Linked DNA regions of Mus musculus: region 2 is linked to region 1. The links are chromatin contacts, called in public HiChIP or PLAC-seq maps. All regions are on one chromosome and are shown on one strand. The core of a region is the stretch at or near the end of the contact, and the rest is flanking DNA. Distances in the headings are between cores, read along the strand shown. Region 1 has its middle 5.1 kb from the start of Gm23104. Region 2 has its middle 6.0 kb from the start of Gm40932.

What was found. HiChIP or PLAC-seq counts read pairs in DNA pulled down with a chosen protein or histone mark.
Region 2: an H3K27ac HiChIP or PLAC-seq map of microglia shows a contact between it and region 1, with 4 times the contacts expected there. The contact joins two enhancer-like sites. A contact is called at or near these places in 3 of 39 promoter capture datasets (the 3T3-L1 cell line, the HPC-7 cell line and neutrophils), 2 of 15 datasets of contacts at CTCF or cohesin (CD8 T cells and pro-B cells), 23 of 484 Hi-C or Micro-C datasets (the BV-2 cell line, CD8 T cells, the G1E-ER4 cell line and 14 more), 8 of 115 datasets of contacts at active chromatin or transcription factors (CD8 T cells, the HPC-7 cell line, bone marrow-derived dendritic cells and 4 more) and 1 of 9 other capture datasets (bone marrow-derived macrophages).

The regions. Positions count from the first base shown.
Region 1 is chr13:45,028,701-45,034,121 of GRCm38.p6, reverse strand. No RefSeq gene overlaps it. Among named protein-coding and RNA genes, the nearest start is that of Gm23104, 5.1 kb to the right of the region's middle. Within about 2 kb of position 2,686, at least 60 of the 459 cell types and tissues checked have an H3K27ac peak or open chromatin away from gene starts, as enhancers often do. A contact at or near this core is called in bone marrow-derived macrophages and microglia, where this site is marked.
Region 2 is chr13:45,098,672-45,103,301 of GRCm38.p6, reverse strand. No RefSeq gene overlaps it. Among named protein-coding and RNA genes, the nearest start is that of Gm40932, 6.0 kb to the left of the region's middle. Within about 2 kb of position 1,366, at least 13 of the 459 cell types and tissues checked have an H3K27ac peak or open chromatin away from gene starts, as enhancers often do. A contact at or near this core is called in bone marrow-derived macrophages and microglia, where this site is marked.

The sequences.
Region 1 (5,421 bases), core at 1,437-3,936:
GAGTGGACAAAAGGGGAGAAGAAAAAGGAAGTCTGTGCTGAGGGGCGTTGGGTGAGTCCTGACGGGCAGATTAGCCAGGGCAGCCAAATAATAAATCTTGATCGCTGGACTATGGTTCTTAGTTTCGGGAATGAGTCAGTAGACTCGTAAGGGCCTAGACCTTGGGGGCTGGCTTTAGAAATGTACTTTAAAAGGTTAAACAAGGGAGAGGGAAGGAGAGAGGGCAACACCTGGGTGGGGGGGTGGGGCATGTCTGTCATGCTTGAGCCTGTTAGAGACCCCTTGAATGTCCGAAACAGAACAAGCCCCATAAAGTTCACTATCCTGTTACTTATGCCTTCAAAGTGTATCACCGACCTAGCCCAAGCGCACCAGCCAGTCGCTCCCCAGAATCCCACATTGCCAACTCTCACTGTTCTCTTTTGTAACCGGGTTTGATGTGCCTGAATGGTTGTTTTCCTTGCAAACCGTCTAGTGTGTTTTGGAAACCTTTGCCTTTCTCAGAAATCTCTCTCCAACATAAATTAACCATAGACCTGTAGGGTACCTCACGGTAGAATTTTAAGAGCAGCGTGGGTTCGCCCCAGGCTCGTAGTTTTAAGGTCGAATTGTGATGGGGTTCAGGACATAACAAAATACAGCATCTTAGCATTAAGAAAACAACAGAAATGGTTTGGTTGAGAAATGTCCCATATAGATTAGTGATCTGCAGGCTCAGCCCATAAATGACGGAGGTTTTTTAAGAGGTGGGAATTTAAGGGGCGGGAACTAGTTAGAAAAATAGTCAGGGTAGGGGGTTAGGTCTCTGGTAGTGTGTGTGTCTGTGTGTGTCTGTGTGTGTCTGTGTGTGTGTGTGTGTGTGTGTGTGTGTGTGTGTGAGAGAGAGAGACCTTCCTATGTTGATCAAGCTGGATTGGAACTTGCTGACATCTGCTTGCTTCTGCCTTCCAAGTACTGGACTAAAAGTATGACCGGCCACGCACAATCCACGCATACTCTTACTAGCTGCCTCTGTGATGTAAACAGCCGCCCTCTACTCCTGGTACATGATGTTCTGCTTAAGTCTTTGGTGCTGTGATGGAGACCAGTAAGTACGGACTGCACCCTATGAAACCATGAGCCAGAATACATCCTCCTCCTTTATTCCCAAAAGGTATTTGGCTAGCACGATGATAAAGTAACTAACAGAGCAGGAAACTCTTTCTCCCCCGACCCCCTTCCATCCTGAAACAGATCTCAAGTCCTTCATTTGATAGGCGTTCTTCCTACACTGGAGGTAAAGGAGCACCCTTCTCTCCAAAGCTCCAGGGCCACTGAGAAGTGTCTGAGTTCTCCCAGCCTATCAGCCTCAGATCACATCCTTTTGAGCAATCATACCTCTACATAAGTGCCTACAAGATTACAGTATCTCAGTGATGGGGCGTGGCCCAATGGATAAAGTAATTAGTGAGCAAGCCTGAGGGTCTGAGGTCAGATCTCTTGCACCTATATCTCACCCAGAGGCAGACAAGAGGAAATCGGGGGCTCGCTGGTCAGCTAATCTGGGCTAAACAGCAAGTTCCAGGTTGGTGAAGAGATCTTGTCTCAAAAAAGTAAAATGGAGCAGGATAGAAGAAGATACTCAGAGATGCCTTCACAGAGAGAGACAGAGACACAGAGAGACAGAAAGAGACAGAGACAGACACACACACAGAGACAGAGAGAGGCACACACACACACACACACACACACAGATAAAAACAACTTCTCTCATTCTTTGGGCCTTTGTTTCTGGTCTCCCAGGTCACACACACACACACACACACAAAATCAATTTGTTATACTGTTCTCTTGTTAATCTGTTGTAAGTCTCCAATCGAAATCTAGTGATGGGAGGAGAGAGAAATCTCTTCCTCCACAACTGTCTACTGGGGTCGGGAAAAGTATGCATGTCCTGTGCAATATTTTGGGTGTGACTAAAGGGTATTTGCTCTTTGCCGGGAATCTAAATGTAAGTGGGCATCCTGCCCCTCATCTGCCAGGCCTCTTCTGAGGAATGTGATAACACCGGTTGATACTAGCACACTAACTGTCAACAGCCCTGAAGGGAGATTAGCCATTTTGTGGCATTTTCTCCTCTGTCAGGGGTTCACTCCGTGACTTTGAACTTTAACAGCTGTGGCTTTCTTGTTTTTAAAAAAACGAGGACCATAAAGACTTCCTCAAAAGTGTTAAGTCCTTTAAGGGGACGTAGTGTATGCACTGAGGGAGGCTGAGAGCTGAGCGGGGAGCGGTGTCAGCAGACTGAGGACAGCTTGGGTTACAGGATGTCAAGCCAGCCTGGGCTGTAGAATAAGACTTTTTCTCAAAAACAGAAAAAGAAAAAAAAGAAAAAGAAAACAGAAAAAAAAAGTTAAATAGCCTCATTTATTATAGCAGAATAGCTTGCATATAGGCATGATAGGCCAAGAAATAACACAATTCACACATCAGTTCTAGATGCGGATGAACCTCAAGAAACCCTAAAAACCCAAGCAACCAGTCTTCCCCAGTATCTGCCTCTGAAATGCAGAGCCGAGAATCTTGCTTCCTAGGAGAAGGCGTTTAGCCCAAACGTGTCAGAGTTCTATTTTAGAACTCCAGAGTCGGTATCAGGTCTGTCAGATGGAGTTTCCATCTCTTGCTCTCCCTGAAGAAACTGACTCACAGCAGGAAACGTTCCCGTGGAGGTCCTGATGGGGGTCACTCAACCTTGTCCCTAGCCCGCGGCTGTTTATCCTTTTTAGTTCCGTGTTCAGAAAAGTACACTGTCACTAGAAAACTTTAACATACAATTTTTTTTCTTTGACTTTATATTCTTTGTAGCCATGATAAATTCAGATGACCGAATTGAATCCCAAAAATGTAAACCTCCCGGATGTCTGCAGCAGGCCAGTGTCTTGAGGAAGACAGCAGCGTGCCCTTTCCTCTCTCAACCTCTCAAATGATGAATTCTTTCCCCCAGCTTCATGTGAGGAACAGTAGCAACAGCCAGAAGCCAGCAGCTGGTGACGGCAGCGTCCTTGGCAGCTGATGTGAGCTGCAGCGCCCCCTGCAGGCCCTCAGAGACGCAACGCGGTGTCAAGATCGCATCCTGGCTACCAGCTCTCAGGCTGCTGAGGTCTGCCCTCTGCTGACGATAGAGACTAACTACACTTTTTAAAACAACTTGTCTTTCTCAGTGCAAGGGACCCCATTCAGATAAGGTGCCCTTTACGCGTGGGTGGGAGACCAAGTCTCTACTTTGGATTTCTGCAATCTAAATTCATGGACCCCTCGGTATCACAAAAACAAAAACAATACACACAAATGAACCTACGTTCAAGTCTTGTCTCTTATGATTTTTTTTGGTCCAATTTTGAGATTTATGAAATGATGAGAGCAAATGGGAATTTTCACAAGATTGGAATTGCATGGTGGAGAGAGAGAAATGGATCGTCAAAAACAGCCGTAAGGTTAAACAGGTGTGAATGCGGGATAAATAGGTGTTCGGCGTTGTTCTCAGTGCAGAAACACTGTGCACTGGCTGGGTTTTGTGTGCCAAATTGACACAAGCTGGAGTTATCACAGAGAAAGGAGCCTCCCTTGAGGAAATGCCTCCATGAAATCCAGCTGAAAGGCATTTTCTCAATTAGTGATCAAGGAGGGAGGGCCCAGCCCATTGTGGGTGGTGCCATCCCTGGGCTGGTAGTCCTGTGTTCTATAAGAAAGCAAGCTGAGCAAGCCAGGGGAAGCAAGCCAGTAAGCAGCACCCCTCCATGGCCTCTGCATCAGCTCCTGCCTCCAGGTTCCTGTCCTGTGTGAGTTCCTGTGCTGACTTCCTTTGGTGATGAACAGCCATGTGGAAGTATAAGCTGAATAAACCCTTTCCTCCCCAACTTGCTTCTTGGTCATAATGTTTTGTGCAGGAATACAAACCCTGACTAAGAAACACTGCTCTATATTAACAGTTCTGTGATCCCAAGTTGAGGGTAAAAATGATGTTCAAGCAACCAGATCATTTAAACTATCCTGAGCTGTCTCAGAGTTCCAGGAAAACTTTTCAAAATATATCTCATGATGATGAGGACACAGAGAAACTGAAATCTGATACTTTCCTAATGAGATTATGAAACATTGCAAGTGCTGTGGAAATCAGTTTGGCATTACTTCCAAACATTTGATATAGAACCACTATATGCTTGAGCATTCTACTCTTATGTACATCCACCCCCACCCTCCACAAAGAAATGAAAAACGGGTCCATATACAAAAGCCTGAACATGAATAGTAGACAAAACAGCCACAAGATAACAATCCAAAGGCATAAGAAACAAGGATGTTGGTGGCTGGAGAGATGGCTCAGTGGTTAAGAGGATGGACTGCTCTTCCAAAGGTCTTGAGTTCAATTCCTAGCAACCACATGGTGGCTTTATTTATTTGTTTTTATGTATATATGCACACTGTAGCTGTACAGATGGTTGTGAGCCACCATGTGGTAGCTGGGAATTGAACTTAGGACCTCTGGAAGAGCAGTCCGTGCTCTTAACGGCTGAGCCATCTCTCCAGCCCCCAATTTTACAGTTTTTTTTTAAATTAGGTATTTAGCTCATTTACATTTCCAATGCTATACCAAAATTACCCACCCACCCCTACTCCCCTACCCGCCCACTCCCCCTTTTTGGCCCTGGCGTTCCCCTGTTCTGGGGCATATAAAGTTTGCGTGTCCAATGGGCCTCTCTTTCCAGTGATGGCCGACTAGGCCATCTTTTGATACATATGCAGCTAGAGTCAAGAGCTCCGGGGTACTGGTTAGTTCATAATGTTGTTCCACCTATAGGGTTGCAGATCCCTTTAGCTCCTTGGGTACTTTCTCTAGCTCCTCCATTGGGAGCCCTATGATCCATCCATTAGCTGACTGTGAGCATCCACTTCTGTGTTTGCTAGGCCCCGGCATAGTCTCACAAGAGACAGCTACATCTGGCTCCTTTCGATAAAATCTTGCTAGTGTATGCAATGGTGTCAGCGTTTGGATGCTGATTATGGGGTGGATCCCTGGATATGGCAGTCTCTACATGGTCCATCCTTTCATCTCAGCTCCAAACTTTGTCTCTGTAACTCCTTCCAAGGGTGTTTTGTTCCCACTTCTAAGGAGGGGCATAGTGTCCACACTTCAGTCTTAATTTTTCTTGAGTTTCATGTGTTTAGGAAATTGTATCTTATATCTTGGGTATCCTAGGTTTTGGGCTAATATCCACTTATCAGTGAGTACATATTGTGTGAGTTCCTTTGTGAATGTGTAACCTCACTCAGGATGATGCCCTCCAGGTCCATCCATTTGGCTAGGAATTTCATAAATTCATTCTTTTTAATAGCTGAGTAGTACTCCATTGTGTAGATGTACCACATTTTCTGTATCCATTC
Region 2 (4,630 bases), core at 117-2,616, 70 kb before region 1:
ATGACAGAAAGCACAGCACTCCTGCTGTGTTCGTTCCCAGTCTTGACAAGAGTGCCTGCTCACAGTGCTGGGGCAGCCAGCAGTGGGGATAGCATCAGTGTGGCGACAGAGTGGTAGGGGAGCGTTCTGTGCAAACTTACTCCCAGCAACCCCAGCAGTGTGACCTCAGCCTATCGCAGGAAAAGAACTGGATAGTTTCTCCTCAGAGTTCCTTTGTTCCCCTGGGGTAGGCTATCAGACAGGTGGTTCAGAGCCATCCCTTGTGAACAGGGCAATGGTGTAACTACCTTGATGTCCATTCTGCTCCATACTAGCAGGAGCCTGTAAACAGCTCAGGGTGGAAGGGTGGTGAAAACCTGTATCTGCCTTCAGTACAGGCACTGGCATGAATCAGCAAATAGGGAAAGGCTCCCCATCTCTTGGTTCTTGAGAGCGGTGTCCTCCCCCACCATCCAACTCACATCCATCCTTTCCAATGCCAGGCACCCAGTGGGATGGATTGCAGTTGAGCCACTCTGCTGGACGAAACTGGGTGAGACGTCTGTTGGTCCCAGGAATTGGACTAGATTTTTGCACTGATATATTTCTCAGGTTGGCTGAAAGGAACTATAGTTCCTGGTTAAACTAACAACTCTCTGTGGACATCATTTGGGTTTCACTCAGTCTTAGCTTGCTTTCAAATCAACACTGCAATTTGGAGCATTATTGGGAACTGGTTTGGAATCATTGCTCATTGCTTTGGCTCTTGAGAATATAGCTACAGCACTATTCCCCCAACTAATAACCACAGTGATTCCTACTGTGTCTGGGGTTCAGGACATCTGAAAGTCTCCTTGTCCACAAGCCTACAAATGAATTTTGAATTCTCCCTAGACATCAAATTATCTCAGACATAACCTCCAAGGTGACATCAACAGAAGGCTATTTATTTTTATACTGTATAGAATAGAAATTATATTCTCCTAATTATAGAAATTCCAGGTAAACAACCATATAGGTTTGCCTAGCATTGAGTTTTGCCGGACTTGGGAATTTCAGTTTTAGAGCCAAGATTATTTTGGCCAATTAGGACAAGTTGATGATACCATAGGGAAGGGCTGGAGTATTAACACTGCATCTTTCCATTCCTCCTCCATGACACTAGCTGACTGTTTCTTCCTCATCTATAACTGAAGTTGACCCAAGTAAATATGTTCCATGGCACTGAATAGGCCACAGAGAGCAAGCCTGTTGGCAGCACTCCTCCATGGTCTTGTGGAAACAGAAACAAATAAACATTCTTCTCCCTGAGTTGGCTTTTGTCAGGGCTTTACCACAGCAACAGAATGAAACTAGGAAGTTAGAAAAACCCAGGTTCTTTGGTCATTACGGAATGTCAGAGGCTAGCAAACACCTAAGTATAGAAGCTGAGACTTCCCTCTCAGGACTCCTGGGAACTTGGTACACTACCACATTCTAGCTGTGTGGTCTTGCAGAAGTCCTTTCTAAGCTCCTGAATCCTTGATTACAAAGCACCTTTTAGAGTCAGGGGTGATCTGGAGGTGCTGTTCATCTATAAGCACTTGCCTATCGTCCAAGGATTCAACTGTCAGAACTAAAGAAAGGAAGGAAGGGAATGAAAGGGAAGGGAGGGAGGAGTTGAAAAGGAGAAAGAGAAGAAATACTAACAAAGGGAAAAGTAGGAGGGAAGGAGAGGGGAATCAGTGGGGAGAATCTTAGAGGTCAGCACATTGCATTTCACAAAAGACGCTGAGCTCCCGCCAGCTCCTGCCCCTCTGTGGTCACACATATATCCAGGTGTGGTGTGAGACACCATCAAAATGTCTCCCTGTGGATGTAGATTCAACTTCTCATTATTAGAGTTGTATTACGTCTGAGATAGAAGGGGTTGTTGTTGTTTTTGTATGTCATTTTTGTTGTTGTTGTTGTTGTAACAGTATTGTCTTCTCCAAAAATGATCCCTGAGCTCCTGAGATATAAAAATCTAGATTGCAATGGCTGAGAGAATGACTCAGCACACAAGAGCACTTGCTACTCTTCCAGAGGACTGGAGTCTCTGCCACCCACAGCACACAGGTTCCAACCACCTGTAACTCTAACTCCAGGCGACGCTGGTCTCAGCAAACTGTCCTTCATACGGGCATATAGCACAGGCACACAGATGGACATTTTTTTTTAATGTCTTGGTTCTCAAACCTAATCATTTAACAAATAAAGAATCTGAAGCCAGAACAGATGGGTGAATTATGTTCTTGCTAGACAGCACACATCTAAATTCCAATCCTTTTACTTCCAATTTGCTCATCCAATGTTCTTCTATCAAATGGAATCTTGACCCTTTCTTTAAGGATTCTGTGGCTTAGGTAGAGCTGGGAGTTAGGCAGACCAGGAGTAGAACCCTTAGGGAGGTAGTAATGCAATGCGTGTGTTTAATTAAAAGGCATGCAAATTGGTTTTTCTAGAAGGGATTGAGAAGAATTGGGTGCTAAGTGCAAATTATGCCTCAGGCAAGCCAACAGAGGGGGCAGGAGCCCTAATGAGCAGGAGGCCAGCTAACACGAACACAGCTTACTGCCTTCAGGTTAATTCCAATCATGAGATAGTTCTTCATTGCTTGGTTAGTGTGTTCAGCAGGATGTTTGCCTCTGTAACAAATGCCTAAAAGAGGAAAGGTTCATTTTGGTCTTAAGGGTTTCAGTTTGGGCTTGATTGGCTCTGTTGCTTGGGGGTTGTGATTGAGACAGTATATCATGGTGGGAGGCACAGGTAGAGAAGAGTTGCTCACTCCAGAGCAGCCAGAAGCAAAGAGGAACAGTAGGAAACATCCAAGATACACACTAATGGCACATTCCCAATAACCACTTCCTCCCACTAGGCCCCCACCTCTCACAGTTTTACCACCTCCCGAGAGTCTTTAAACTTTGAATTCGTGATCGGTGATTGATTCATTAGGCTAAAGACCTCAGGAACATAATTGTGTTTGGAAACCATTTCGCAGACACACTCAGAACTGTGCTTTACAAATCTCCTAGGTGTCTTGAAATCCAATCGGAATCATAGTGACAGTAACCTAGACATTTTTTGTTAATATATATAGTTCTATAAACACAAAATTTGAGCTCTCTGACCTTTAAACAGAAGGCACCACCCACGGATATAAAGTGGGCTGTTGGCACCAGCTCCTGAGACAACCAACCAGACGATCATACCTTTGATATCTAGAGCGTGGGTAACAGCAGGCTCACCCTGGATTGTCAGAAAGCCTGCAGTGCTTCTCCTGATGTACCTCTATAATGCAGGCTGGTGCCTTCAGATGGCTCTCCCCGGACACATCCTGCTGGGAATGTGAGATCGCTTTTTAAGCTGGGAAGGAACCGAATGTGCAATCAAAAAGCCATGCCCAATTTGCTCAGCCCAGGCAGCTGACAGAGGGAAGGTAGAAAGTGCCTCTTGCCAAGGATAGCTTGTGAAATGGATTAGCGAATCAACCACGTTAGCTCAGCTGTGGCTTTGCGGATCATAGGAAACCCTGGTAGCTGTTGTGTCACCCTCCTCATTCTGGTGAGGAGGGGACTGTGTCTGACCAGGAGTTACTTTAACTACATCCGCCCCCAAAACTGTAGATAAGAATCTGGATTCTGAGGCAATGCTCTCCATTACACTGTGAAGAAAAGTGAGCCCACTTATCCAGGATTCAGGAGAAGTTGAAGAATTAGCTAAACCCGGTAATACTGTACGACAAAGATGAAGTGCTTCTGAGAATAATAGGAGGAATATATAATGTGATGTTCTAAAAGCAAATCCAATTGCTCATTAGATTGAACGGAAAATAGATTTGAATGGAAAATGAAATAAGTGAAACTGTATATAACAAAAGAGATTTCCTAGCTGTAGGTGTAACCTATCTATTACAAGCTGCACTTAGTAGGTCAGAGAAGAATTCCAGTATAACAAAAGAAGTTAGCTCTTGGAGCTTGTCAGAATGGATTTGACACATAGTCATACAACAATAATAGTAATAATAATAATAGCTAATATAAATGTTTATCATGTGCAAAGAGCAAAGCTAATCACATCCATGTATCTCACAGTAGACAGGAAGATAAGTGGTGAAGGGTAGGTGTTGTCATAGTTACCACATTAAAATCCTATTGAGTTGGGTAGTTATTCTCTTGATTTCTCAGGTAAAGAAACAGGTCTCAAGACAGCAAGTTTACACAAGCTGGGGGGAAGGGAGGGGCCTGAGTATTTCCTCATTTCTAACTGATTCAGGAGTCCATGTTTGAACTGACACGATCTAGCCCCTTCCTGGTGTTCGGAATGCCTTTGGTCAAGTTATTTTCTTCCATGTGACTGAAAGGCAGCTGGGTTACTCATGTTGATTTTGATTTATGGTTGAGCGTGTGGGCTTTGGGATGAAGTTCTGACCCTGGCCAGCTATGTGAATATCAAGTTACCTATCTTCATCCCAGTTTCCTTACCTGCAAACAAGGGTTAATAACCCTTCCTTTATAGGGTTGTTGGAAGAATAAACTCTCATAAGTTCTCCATAAATGTTGCCTACTTTTAATCACTAAATGTACCTGTCTTAAACGCAGATGCCCTTCTTATAACATACCTGCCTGGACTG